Linked DNA regions of Zea mays: region 1 is linked to region 2. The links are chromatin contacts, called in public Hi-C maps. All regions are on one chromosome and are shown on one strand. The core of a region is the stretch at or near the end of the contact, and the rest is flanking DNA. Distances in the headings are between cores, read along the strand shown. Region 1 holds the start of LOC100192086. Region 2 holds the start of LOC103652296 (spermatogenesis-associated protein 20).

Evidence for each region. Hi-C and Micro-C count contacts between places; a contact is called where the count stands out from the background.
Region 1: a contact with region 2 is called in a Hi-C map of root tip, with 3 times the contacts expected there. The contact joins the promoter of LOC100192086 here to the promoter of LOC103652296 in region 2. A contact is called at or near these places in 3 of 25 Hi-C or Micro-C datasets (leaf, root tip and tassel).

What each region holds. Positions count from the first base shown.
Region 1 is chr3:156,816,309-156,823,414 of Zm-B73-REFERENCE-NAM-5.0, reverse strand. LOC100192086 reads right to left here and starts at 3,901. Exons shown (of 3, transcript NM_001137509.2): 1 at 3,465-3,901; 2 at 3,212-3,352; 3 at 2,673-3,100. The coding sequence starts at 3,848. The coding sequence ends at 2,816. LOC103650797 (esterase PIR7B) reads right to left here and starts at 5,428. Exons shown (of 2, transcript XM_008676365.3): 1 at 4,976-5,428; 2 at 4,285-4,847. The coding sequence starts at 5,416. The coding sequence ends at 4,419. It also overlaps the pseudogene LOC103652305.
Region 2 is chr3:156,238,669-156,245,079 of Zm-B73-REFERENCE-NAM-5.0, reverse strand. LOC103652296 (spermatogenesis-associated protein 20) reads left to right here and starts at 4,604. Exons shown (of 15, transcript XM_020550375.2): 1 at 4,604-4,984; 2 at 5,099-5,171; 3 at 5,413-5,434; 4 at 5,557-5,635; 5 at 5,770-5,802; 6 at 5,962-6,110; 7 at 6,185-6,341. The coding sequence starts at 4,724.

The DNA.
Region 1 (7,106 bases), core at 2,652-5,151, 580 kb before region 2:
ATGCATTTCTATGATGATTAAGATGATAAGTGCCACCAGATGATTTAGCAGACAAAACACACTTGTAAACTTTGCACTAGCATGACACCTTACCCTCACACCCTCAACAGCCTTATATATCTTGTCAAAGTCATTCACGACTACAAACACAGAACAATAAGACACTACATTATGGTTCAAACACAGATCACAAGCACAAATCACAAGAACAAGCACCAGATTAAGAACTTACCAAAGTCGGAGCACTAGATCGGTCCCTCATGGCTACAAACACATAACAAGAAGGCACTAGATTAGGGTTTGAACATAGATCACAAGAACAAGCACCCGATTAAGAACTTACCAAAGTCGGAGCACTAGATCGGTCCCTCACGACTACAAACACAGAACAAGAAGGCACTAGATTAGGGAGCACAAACACAGACCACAAGCACATGCATAAGATTAGGAGCTCACCAAAGCCAGAGCACCAGATCGTTCCTTCACAGCTACGAACATAGAACAAGAAGGCACTAGATTAGGGTTCGAACATAGATCGGTCCTTCATGGCTATGAACACAGAACAGAAGACACTAGATTAGGGTTCGTCGGTTCAACCACAGATATAGAGGCGACAAACACAAATCACAAGAACAAGCAAATGATAGCAACTTACCAAAGCCAGATCAACAGATCGGTCCCTTATAGCTACAAAAATAGTTAAATGATGAACTATATTAGGGTTTGGAACACAGATCACAAGCACAACTGCACAAGCACAAACACAGATCACAAGCACAAGCACCGTATTAACAACCTACCAAAGCCGAAGCACCATATCCAACCCCGACGGCTCGATGATTAGGGTTAAAACACGATTAGGCATCGGTACAGGGAGAGCCGTAGAGGATCAGCGCAACCGAAGTTGGAGGGAGACTGGAAGAAGAACAAAAGTTGGAGATCAGAGCACCAAACTTAGGGATTCGAACCAGAACCAGAGGCGGCGCGAGCAAGAGAGCACCACCAGAGGAACAAACTTACTGTCTTACCTAAGCTAGAGGCCCAGAGCACCGGATGAGGCGGTAGAGAGGCGGCGAGGGAGGCGGCGGAGGTGGCTAGGGAGGCGGCGCTTTCCAAATCGCTAGAGGGTTCGGGCGAGACAGAGTGAGAGAGGAGGCGGGGATGGGGTGCGGGGGCTGGGCCGCAGGGGGGTATGTGTTTATGGATGCCGTGCCTAACCGTTCTTTAACCCTAATTGGCTCGTGCCCATGTCGGCCCAACGTGTCCCCTCGCCAGCCCAAGCACGACACTAGGGGTCGGGCCGTGCCAGCACGGGCCGCCACCGATCATGCCATGCCGTGCTTGGGCACTATAGGCCATGCCGTGCCCCGTGCCGTCCCGGTTAACCAGGCACTGTTGGCCATCTACAAATGCATGCATCGATTTGGAGGCTGCTGGAAAGGGGCAGTTGTCGTCGTCATTGTTCCACGGACAGAGCGACACTTTTAAGGGATGCAAACCCTTAAATTTCTAGAGTCTATCTTAGGCCGTGTTTAACATATCGATATGTCGATACCAATCGATCCAATTCTAAGGCTATCTTCAGCAGATCCCCTATCTCATCATCTATCTCATCCCCTATTTCAAACTCCACTCAACAAATAGTGTCATCTACAGTTTCGTGTCTCCTATTTTACCCTATCTACTAGAGACAGTCTAACAGTAGACGATTGACCTATTGGTTAGTCAGTTCTGTCGATACCGAACACATTAGAGTTGGATTGGTCGGTACCGACTTGCACACAGGAAAATCGACCAATACCGATCCAAACCAGTTGTATCGACCGTCTGCTACCACATGTTGTTTTCTGATTTGTCCACACTATTTTGAAGTCTAAAAATCCATTTTTTAAAAAAATCTTGGAATCCAACCTATAAATAGAGAGATGTTTAATTCATTAATACCCCTCATCTCCAATTTGCTCTTGCTGCTATTATTTCACTTCTTCCACTCTTTTCGCTCGACTAAACCATCATAGCCATATCTTCCTCAGGTTCGGACGTTGATATGACCGAATACAAGGTACTCGATATGATGCATTAAATTATGATGGGTGCGACGATAAAGCTTGACTACTCGATATGATGCATTAAATTATGATGGGTGCGACGATAAAGCTTGACTCTTGATTTTCAACGAGGAGAAAAATGATGCCCCATTAGGGCATGTATAACCCTAAGACGGTGGAACGATTTTTTAAGTACATGAGACAATAAAGAAACTACATGGTATAACCCTCTGAATCATAAATAAAGTTAAGAGACAATGTGTATGAAGAATCGTATAAAAAGGCCGTCTCTTGAATTTTTTTTTCAATTAACCCACTAGAGACTCTTTAAGAGACCACCTGATAAATGGGGTTGTACTTATTCACGCCCTTAGAGCTACATCGTCGAGAATCGTAAAGCTTTTCATGTCCGGTTGATGTAAGTTTGCTTAGTGAACGGTACTTGATATAGTTAGGCACGCAGTGTTGAACCCCTAAGACAACTAGGATAGATATATCATGATGTTTTTGTTAGGTTATATCCAACATATCGTTTATATAGTCGTGTAAAACATAATTTTGCACCGTAAATTGAGTAGACTTTGAAATTAAAGATGATGAATATGCTGATAGAAATAGCCTTATACCTTAGAAAGTTACAACTGCATTGGATACAAAATCTAGTCTTATTTCATCGTGTTACTTCAAACTTCCGTCTCCATTTGTTCATCTGAAACAAGCGTACCTGAACAACCATTTTGCTGATAGCCATTTACATGATACAAGTTTCAGCTGTACTTGTTGGCAACCTCCATGAGAAGTTCTGACAGCTCCCCTGGTTTCGAGAGCATGGACATATGGTCGGCTCCCTGCAACCCCGTCACCTCCGTGCCGGGGTTCCACGACGCCATCCGCCGCTGGAAGCCTGCCGGCACTGACGCGTCGTCCTCGGCGACGACGCACACCCGCCTCACGCCGCCGTACCGTTCCGCCGTCAGGATACCCCCCTTCATCGTCGCGTCGTCTCGGAACCGCTGTGACGGCCTCACCATCGCCATTGCCAGGGTCAAGTCCTACGTTGCGCGCGCCAGAGGAAGCAACACACGTCAGATGGTGACGCCCGCGTCACCGCGTGTGTGGCTCAGGAACTAGTGGGCTAGTGGCCATTGTCCGTTGTCACCTACCTCTGGGGGACTGAGCTGGTACAGTCTCTGCTTCAGGTACTGTGGCCCGAACCGAAATGTCTCCACGGGACGCTGGGGGTCGCCGCTGGTTTCGAATTCGCAGTCCATGTAGCGGTCCGCTGGGTACTCTTCTTGCAAAAACTAGAGTCCATCGATCACGAAATCATGGTTAAAAATAAAATTTGACCCCTTCCTGCCCTTTTCGACGAAACGATCACGCAACGCAACCCTCGGGTCTCGGATTTCCGCTTACCTGCTCGAAGACGAACGCCATCGGCTTCCCAGCGGAGGGCATGCCGGTCGCGACGAAGACGGCGACGGCGACCCTGTCCGGGTACTGCTCCATGGCCAGCGCGAGGCTGACCCCGCCGAAGCTGTGGCCGACGAGGACCACCTTCTCCTCGGGCGCCAGGCCGGCCACCGTGGCCAGGAGCGGCCGGCTGTACTCCTCAAAGGACGGCACCTCCTCGGCGCGCCCGGGGCTGGCGCCGCACGCGGCCATGTCCAGCGCCGTCACGCGGTGGCCCGCGGATGACAGGAGTGTGGCCACCTTGTACCAGCACCACGCGCCGTGGCAGGTGCCGTGCACCAGCACGAAGTGGTGCCGCCGCCGCCGCCGCTCCGTGCCGCTCTCCATGGTCCTCTGTCCTCTGCGGTTGGTGGGATCAGGACGCAAGCACACTTCGATCGGAGGAGGAAGAGACAAAATATCCTTGCCTTGTAGTAACTAGTTTTCTTTTTGAGACACTTATCTTGCCATTGGTCCGACCTTCTTTCGCCTTCTACTTCTGCGTCACTACCTTCATATTTTGCTCTAACAATTTTAAACTACGGTTAAAAGGTCTAAACTACCCTCAGATTTAAATATTTCATAATTTTTTTGAGTGTTTGAGTTAGTGCAAAGCCCTAGGCAGCTGACTTTCATCTAGACCTTGCACCAATGTCTTAATGATTCAATACTTTTATACTTAGATATAATTCTTGAACGTGCATATATAAGCCTCAATGATTGAAGACTTCTATACTTACACTATTTCCAGCAGGTCTTCTATAATATAAGCAGCTTTAACGTGTAATTCGAAATAACCCGAGTCATTTTATTTATTCAATAATATAAGCAGTGTTCATGACATATACAGGTGCTACTAGTAGTGTAATACTACACTACAAGCTGCAACAATAGTCGTCGTCGTCAATCGTCATGTTCTCAGCCGCATCTGCTGGCTACCCGTCCAAGGACGTCGCAGAGTTCCCCAGGCTTGGAGTTCATGACGGCGTGGTCGGCGCCAGCGATCTCGTGGACCTCCGTGCCAGGGCTCATGGCCACCATCCAGCGCTGCATCTCCTCGGTGCTGGAGCAGTCGGCATTGGCCACCACGAACACCTTCCTGACGGACCCGTAGTTGGCGGCCGTGAGCAGCGCCGCGTCCTTCATCAGCGGGTCGTCCATGAACTGGTTGCCGGGCCTCACCAGCAGCTTCGCCAGGGTCAGGTCCTCCGCGGGGCTCTCCTGGTAGTACTTCTCCTCCATATACCTTGGACCCATCACGATCGCTGTCCCTTGCTGCCCCACGCCGGGGATGGGCACCTGTTGGCAGTCCATGAGCAGCCCTTCGGAAGCATTCCTTCTCATGAACTGCGGTCATCGCAAAAGATGGAGTTTTTTTTTAAAAAAGACTTAGACATATATATTTGTGAGTTGAAACTTGAAACAATGGCTGTGGTGCATCCGTGCATGTGCGTGAGCCGTGAGGTGTGTACGACCTCGTCGAGGGTGACACCCAAGTGCTTGCCGACGCACGGCAGCGCGGCGGCCACGAACACGGCGGTGGCGACCTTGCTAGGGAACCTCTCCATGGCGAGCGCGAGGCTGACGCCGCCGTGGCTGTGGCCGACGAGGACAAGCCTGTCGCCGTCGGGGGCCGCGGCGACCGCGTCCAGCAGTGGGCGCGAGTAGTCCTCCAGGGAGCGCACCTCGTGCAGGCGCGCCGGGTGCGCGCCCGCCGCTGCCAGGTCCAGCGCCGTCACGCGGTGGCCGGCGGATTCCAGCGCGGTGGCCACCTTGTACCAGCACCACGCGCCGTGGCAGAGGCCGTGCACCAGCACGAAGTGCCTGCCGCCGCCGACTACTTCCATTATTGCTGCTAGCTGTGCCCTGTGCGTGCAGCGGCGTGGAGAGTTTGTGATCGATTGCCCCGGCATCATGTTTATATAGAGGCAGTGAGGCACACACGGTGGTGATTGCCACTGCTTCTGCTTCAAGTTGATCATCGGCCATCCTTCCTTGTGCTGCAAGAAGCAAGTGTTGACTCAATTCCTGGCTGCTGGTTTCGTTTACTGGATAATGGAACAGTTCTGAACTTGAGTTGATAATGCGCGAATTCATTAATTGAGGGATACCTTTGGTCATGGAGAAAAATACTCGCGCCATTACAAATTTAAGCTGACTTTTTTTTTGGATACAAATAGTCGAGGAAGCTAAATAGACATTTTCCCTTTTGTTAAGCTAAATACTCGCTCATATTGTCGACATGATTCTCTCAGCTCGTTCTTTGTCCTAGCATTGTCGGGGTCGGGGGCCAACGGAGGGCATATGGATGGTAATGTCTCCATTCCAAACATTATGCTTCACAAGAATGCCATCCGAAAGATTTGTTTCATACAAAAGGTACTTCAAACATATTCTAATTGGTTATACTATTAACCATGTATTCTTACTTTTCTAATTTGTTTCCACATATTTAGCATCCAAGGAGACAAAAATACCCTTGCATGCTTTTACGATCTCTCTCCTATCTCTACTAGGTCAGTGCCCGTGCGTTGCAACGGGAACATATAAATTAGTCAGGAACCATCTTAGAAGGTTTTGCCAAAACATATTCACACAAACAGTAAATTAGTCAGCATTATATTCATTTACGAGAAATTGTTATACAATCACATGAAAAACAACTAATTGTGATTCCTCTTTTCAAGTATTGCTCTAGCTAAATTAGGAACTTGATTCCACACAAGAGGACACATTAAAGAATTTGGTATTCAGAAAGGAAAATATAGGAGCACATCGTCGTCAAAATATGAAAAGAGGAATACCACAGAATTCTAGAATTGTACTAACTTTAAGTTCGGGTACATAGCCTATGTAACAAAGGTGATATGATAAACAGCCAACTCAAAGGTAATCTGCATACCTAAGGTATAACATGATCATCACAGTATTGACCACCACAGTATTGTAGACATCATTCACTTGCACATGCCATAACTATAATGTTGTAGTGCCAGCCTTGAAATGTCATATTAAAATTGAATAATAGGTGTGGTCGTTGTGAAACTGAGGCACCTGACATAGAGGAACAATAAGCTTAAGATCAAACCTGTGTCACCCAGGTTAAGTGCTAAAACATGATTTCACAAGCTACCTAGCATAGTGGACATGTCCTTCTCCATCGTATATTGAGGAGCTTTGGGCCTAGTTGAAATCATGTATATTAAAGCAACTGATATTTCACAAGTCAGAAAGTATAGCCTAGGCATGTCAACTTCTAAATTTCAGGAAGAACTACCTAAGGAAACCCCTGTGATCTTCTAACACTTACAATGATTCATCGTCCTAGTCCAAAAATCTTGTCTAATAAATAAGCTAGTAGCAAAAATATGGGACGCTAGATTCCTTATACCAGAAATAAGGTGCTAGCAAAAAGAAAACATGACGAATACCACAGAAACTGTTTCTGCAAAGATACATAATCACACTTTCAGAAGAACAATTAAATTTATCTAAAGCCGAGTCTTGATGGTATCTATTGGAGTGGTGATAATCGACCAGCAAGCACCAACAGTTGTGATTCCTCCCGCCGCTCTCCCACAAGTCGTTCCTGGCGCCGGCCCACCC
Region 2 (6,411 bases), core at 3,355-5,854:
AATATATTCCTTATCGGACATAAATCAGCTAGATGTGCATTAAATCTCGTTCTCACAAATGCACTTGTCCATTAGAATCTAATTCATGCCTTTGCTATATTCATTCTCATATTGATATGCCTCTAAGTTATGATAATAAATTCAATATGAAGAAGTAATTTCCTGTGATTGATCAAAATGTTTAAAAGGTGCCTATTCTATGCATCAATGTTAAAGATTTTGCTTCATGTCTGTGTGACTTGTGGATGATGAATTGTTTATATTTCTTATCTAAAGAAATCATCCTTCATCATATACTCCCTTGTGCTATTAACATCTCTCTTGAGTATTTTCAATAAGTTTGGAAGGAAAAAGATACAACTACAAAAGGAGGACACTCAAATGAAAGAGAAAGACATCAAGAACAACAACATCTACTTGGACAATAAGATCTTCAAAACAATCAATGGTGTGGTTGTAAGCATTATAAATCTTTTTCATTGTGAGAATACTAGGCATAAGTTGTTTATTGCAAATTTTATAAGCCTTGATCAAAATGAATAATGCTTCTCCCTATTTGTCTTTAAAAGTGAGTGCATCTATTCAATTCTTTCAAACTTTGATGCATACCTTTAGGGGGAGCCTATTTCTATATCTTGATTATATTGAGACTAACACTTTATCTTAGTAATTTCATATAGTCTCAAGTATGAGAATAAGTTTCTCATGAAGTATGCTACTATATTTCAATCCAACTTGGTAAAGTAATGTCACCTTTATCAAGGATTGTATCTTTCACTGTTAAAGTAGCATATTTACCGGATCCTCCTAGTTTAAGTTTGTTTGATAATCTAATGCATATGTTGTTCTTTTGATCACATCTGTTATTTGTTCGATCATTGAATAACTTCAATTAACACTTATGTTTTTTAGTGCCTCATATAATTTCAATCGATATCTCTCTTGATGTGCACTAAGTTAAAAGGAGAATTCATGATACATTTATGCAATTTATGATCTACTTGATATATAATAATAATGACTTAGAAAAGGATCACTAGTTGTAGAACTCTCTCTTGTGCAAAATATTTCCATACATTGTCTTGAATATAGGTCTTAAGCAACTAAGACTAAGGACAAAGCACAATGAAGAGAGCGTCTCTATGTGAAGGTACAAAAGGGTAAAACTACTTCCTCTCATTTACACATGTACCTAAATCTTCCTCGTCTATACATTCCTTGCATATCTTGTATAAAAGGAAGAGAAAGCATGTCTATGCATTATCCCTGCTTCATACCTAGTTTAACCTCTCAAAAATTTCATTCCTGCATTTATGCATTTTTGTTAAAACTAGGTGAAGTGATTTTATTGTCAAAGAGCTTAAAGCTTAATCTTGTAACGAGGATAAGCTACCTTTGTTCCAAAGGTGGAGGTTCCTTAAGTTTCTTTGAAATCCTTAAGGGTAATTGATTAAAATGTTTCCAACATGCTTTCATAAATGCATAGTCTGTCGTGAGCATCACACTTATATTATGACACATTGCACTTCACAGTTTCTATGATATAGATGTGTTCTCACTAACCTAATTATGTGCTCTTGACATTTAAGGCCAAAATATGTATTCCTCTCAAGGCACATATTTAGGGAGAGCAATCTATATCATATAGAACTGTTTAAGCTTAATTGACATATCCTTTTAACCATGTCTCTTTCCTTTGGTACATTTGCATATTTCCTATCTCTCTTGTGCCAAGGCTAAGACTAATATGTTTCCATAAGTATCTTGTGTATTAAGTCTTAGATTGAAAGGGAAATGTAGTATTCGACAAAGACATCGCTTCCACTCTACACCATCGGTATTATCTGTCCTTTTGCCGGTATTCCGCCATCTCTCAAAATTGATATAATCTTTACTCATATTCATTTGCACCATTGGGGAGAAAGTAAAAAGGGCTCTAAAGACTCCGTTTTTGGCGATTAATGCCAAAGGGGGAGAGAGTATTAGCCCAAAGCAAAAGGACCGCACCACCATGCTAATTTCAAATTTTTTCGAAACAAAGATTTTTAATGTTTTCAATTGGTATTCCTCTAAGAAATTCTATCTCATCTAGTATCTACACTTTAAGGAGGAGTTTTTAAAAAATTAGTATCTAAAATATTTGATCTTTTTCATTTGATAAAACCCTCTTGAACACTAAGAGGAGAATTTCATCAAGGGGGAGTTTTGTTTAGCCAAAGGAAAAAGCATTTGAAAAAGGGGGAGAAAATTTCAAATCTTGAAAATGCTTCTCAAAATCTTATTCATATAACTTTGACTATTTGAAAAAAGGCTTTGAAAAGAATTTCCAAAAGAATTTGCAAAAACAAAACTAGTGGTGCAAGCGTGGTCCAAAATGATAAAAAGCAATCTATGCATATCTATTAAAATAATTATATTGGTTTAATTCTAAGCAACCTTTGCACTTACCTTATGTAAACTAGTTCAATTCTGCACTTATATATCTACTTTGGTTTATGTTGGCATCAATCACCAAAAAGGGGGGATTGAAAGGGAAATAGGGTCAAACCTTTTCCTAAATGATTTTGGTGGTTGAATTGCCCAACACAAATAATTGGACTAACTAGTTTGCTCTAGATTATACATTCTACAGTGCCAAAGGTTCAACACAAACTAATAAAAAGAACAAGTTAGGGTTCAAAAGAAAGAAGCAAAAAGGAAACCGAAGTGTTCCCTGGTATGGCGCACCGGACTGTCCGGTGCACCAGGGGTCGTACACTCCAAACTCTTCAGCTTCGGGTTTTCCAGGCGCAGCTCCGCTATAATTCACCGGACTGTCCGGTGCACCAGCAGAGCAACGACTATCTGCGCGCAACGGTCGACTTTGACGGATGAACAGTGCAGCACAGTAACGCGACAGAAGTCAGAGCAAAAGGTCAGAGGGGCACCAGACTGTCCGGTGCCGCATGAGGACAAAGCCTCCAACGGTCGACCAGCTCTCTGCCCTAACGACAGGATGACGTGGCGGCGCACTGAACACTTTCCGGTGCGCCCATCGCCAGCAGCCTTCTCCAACGACTACAATTTGGTTGGTGGCTATAAATACCACTCCAGCCGGCCACTTCAATGTGTGGGAGCCCAAGCAACATTCCAAGTCATATAGTTGGCATATCTAAGTCCTCCCAGCCACATCTATTCATTGATCCATCCTATACGCAAGATTTAGGCCACTACAACCAACACAAGTGCCACAAAAGAGAGATCAAGCAAAAGAGAGCTACTCGTGTGAGTTTAGCACTAGCGCCTTGTGAGATTCATTGAGAGAAAGTGTGTGCTACATCTTGTGATCATTTGTGCGTGGAGTTTTGACTCCCATTGAACTTCCTTCAAAGTTTTGGAGGCTTGTAAAGCTAGCAAGAGACACCTACGAGTGTGGTGATCCTTGCGGGATCTTAAGTGATCCTTGAGAAAAAGAAGATCTCGCCATTCTTGGTGATCGGTGGAGAGAGGGAAAGGGTTGAAAAAGACCCGTCCTTAGTGGACTCCTCAACGGGGACTAGGCCTTCGAGGGCCGAACCTCGGTAAAACAAATCACCCGTGTCTCTTGTGTTTATTGCTCGTGATTTGTTTGTTTTCTCCCTTTCTAAGTTCTCTTGCGTTACTCTTTGTTAATATTATTTTATGTTGCTTCAAGTTAAATTCACATTTAGAGAAGCAACTCCATGCTAGAAAGAACTTGTGTTTCTTCTCTTCTTGTCTAAGACCTCTTGCATTATTCTTCACTAAACATTTCTAGTAGTATTGCTATTGATTAAATTCCGCACTCTTTGAAAACAATACTCGTTGCAAGTAAAGGACTTAGTTTTATACTCTGATAATTGTGAATCTTGTTCTAACCACTAATCAAGGGATCTAGTTTGGATTTAGAATTATAATTTTAGGTTTCGCCTATCCACCCCCTCTAGACGTTCATAAACAAACAGGGCCTAGCTTCTGGCTAAGTCGGCGCGGCGGTCGGGCGATGAACTATGGTCCCATGACACTACCAATCAAAATACATAGTTAGACTTTCTCCAGCAACGTTTTCTAAATTTCATCTTGTAAAGGAATATTATATGTCATTTACACCACTCTCTAAAAGAATATGTGCTCTATATCTTCTCCATCTCCAGAAATGTCTTCTAAATTTCATCATCTATATCAACAGTGTGTCCGATTTCACTTTCTACATTATTTTTTACCGATTGTGGGCACATGAATGAGACACACAACAAATAAGCACAATGTATAGAGGATGACCTCCATTTCTAGCTGACGCACACAGTCCTCCAAATTTTAGAGGACCTTTTAGAGTCTTTTGTTAAAGGAAAAAGGAGGCTGCAACCGCTATATTTTAGAGTTTAGAACCATATAAAATTCGTTGTTGGAGCTATTCTTAATCAGCTATTTCAGCTAGCAATTTGTTAGCTAGTTAGCTAGTATATTTAAATAACAACTAAATATCAAAACAGAAGTAGGACTTTTTTCTGTCCAAGTTTTTACCCTCGGCTGTATGTAGGTGAAAATCTTTTGAAATTCATTTGCTTGTTTTCCCTTATATAAGGGGAGCATAGCAGCCCACAAGGCCTACTGGCCAAGCCCAGAACAAAGTGGCGCACACACACTAGCAGCAGGCGCGCGGGCCTTGCGGACGCCAGCGTGTGCCGAGCGGAGGCAGGCAGGTGTCGCTGGGCGCGCAGCCCACATGTCCCCCGCCGCTTCCGCACCGGTCTTCTCCCACCTCGGCCCCCTCATCCCTCCTCCAACTCCAATGCTCTCCACTCTTCTCCGCCACCGCCTCACCGCCGCCGCCTCCTCCTCGTCGCCGACCCACAGCACGCCTCTCCGTCTGCGCCCCCTCGCCGCAGCCATGTCGTCGTCCGCGTCCGCGCCTCACGGCGGCCGGAAGCCGAACCGCCTCGCCGCCGAGCACAGCCCCTACCTGCTGCAGCACGCGCACAACCCGGTGAGGAGTTTGTGTCTCCTTCCCGAGCCTTCTCCTGTCTATCCGACCGATTTGATCCCGTGGATGGGATAGCAAGTATTGAGCTCTCCCTTCTGTTAATTTCGCTTGGTGCAGGTTGATTGGTACCCTTGGGGGGAAGAGGCTTTCCAGAAGGCGCGCGCCAAGGACGTCCCCATCTTCCTCTCGAGTATGAACTCTCCTGATACCATTGTGTTAGCTCAGTAGTTTTGTTGCAGCCTTGCAGGCATGTAGTGCCACCAATGTGTGACATGGTAAATTGTTTTGCTTAACCATATTATGATGGTCTTGTCAAGAGAGAACTAAGTTAAAATGGTAATCGAATTTTCTGATTCCGTTCTAGTCAACTCAAACGTTCTGTACCTAACGTTCTTATTTTGCTTCATTGCAATCCGGTTGTGTCCCACAAGTTGGCTATAGCACATGCCATTGGTGAGTTTCTGTTATTTCTTTCATCGATATTTTATATTCTTGCCATCTGTGACCTTTACTATGCACCATACGTTCGCACTAACGTAAGCTTCTGTTCATTTGGTCTGGGACTGAATTCGAAGGTGTCATGTGATGGAGGTGGAGTCCTTTGAGAATGAGGAAGTGGCAAAGTTGCTGAATGATTGGTTTGTTAGCATCAAGGTAATTTTGTTGGACCCTTAGAAAGTTATTCCGTTGTGTCTCACTCTTTAGTCTTTACCTGTCTTTGATGTGTCAAAAGCTTTACATATGCAACTTGACCATACCTCTTTCAGTCTGATTATTAATTTTGATAGGTTGACCGTGAAGAGCGCCCTGATGTTGATAAGGTAAGTTTCTTCAAGTGCTCCAATGCATCAGTTCCATTTCTAGCCGACTTACGGCTCCCTTTCCCCTTTTTCCTGTAGTTAGCTCGAAAAGGTTTCTGGGCGTGTTTGTATTGGGTGGCACACTAGGTTCTTTGTTGAATATAGCCTCACATATTTTAGGTTTATATGACATATGTATCGGCACTGCATGGTGGTGGTGGTTGGCCTCTAAGCGTCTTTTTGTCACCTGACTTGAAACCTCTGATGGGTGGTACATACTTTCCACCGGATGATAATTATGGAAGACCAGGGTTCAAGACTGTATTGAGGTATAAGCAGAAGTGCGTAGTTTCAGAAGCTATCCTTCATCCCTACTAAATATTTACTGCATACTTACCTTCAGGAAGGTCAAGGAAGCCTGGGAAACTAAACGTGAAGCGCTTGAGCGGACGGGAAATCTTGTTATCGAACAATTAAGGGACGCATTATCTGCTAAGGCTAGCTCTCAAGATGTGCCAAATGACCTAGCAGTTGTCTCTGTTGATCAATGTGTCGAAAAGGTTTGACAAGTACTCTATTGTACATTTTTGTTGGGGGTACTGTAATAAGATATTCTTCTGAACTAAGTAC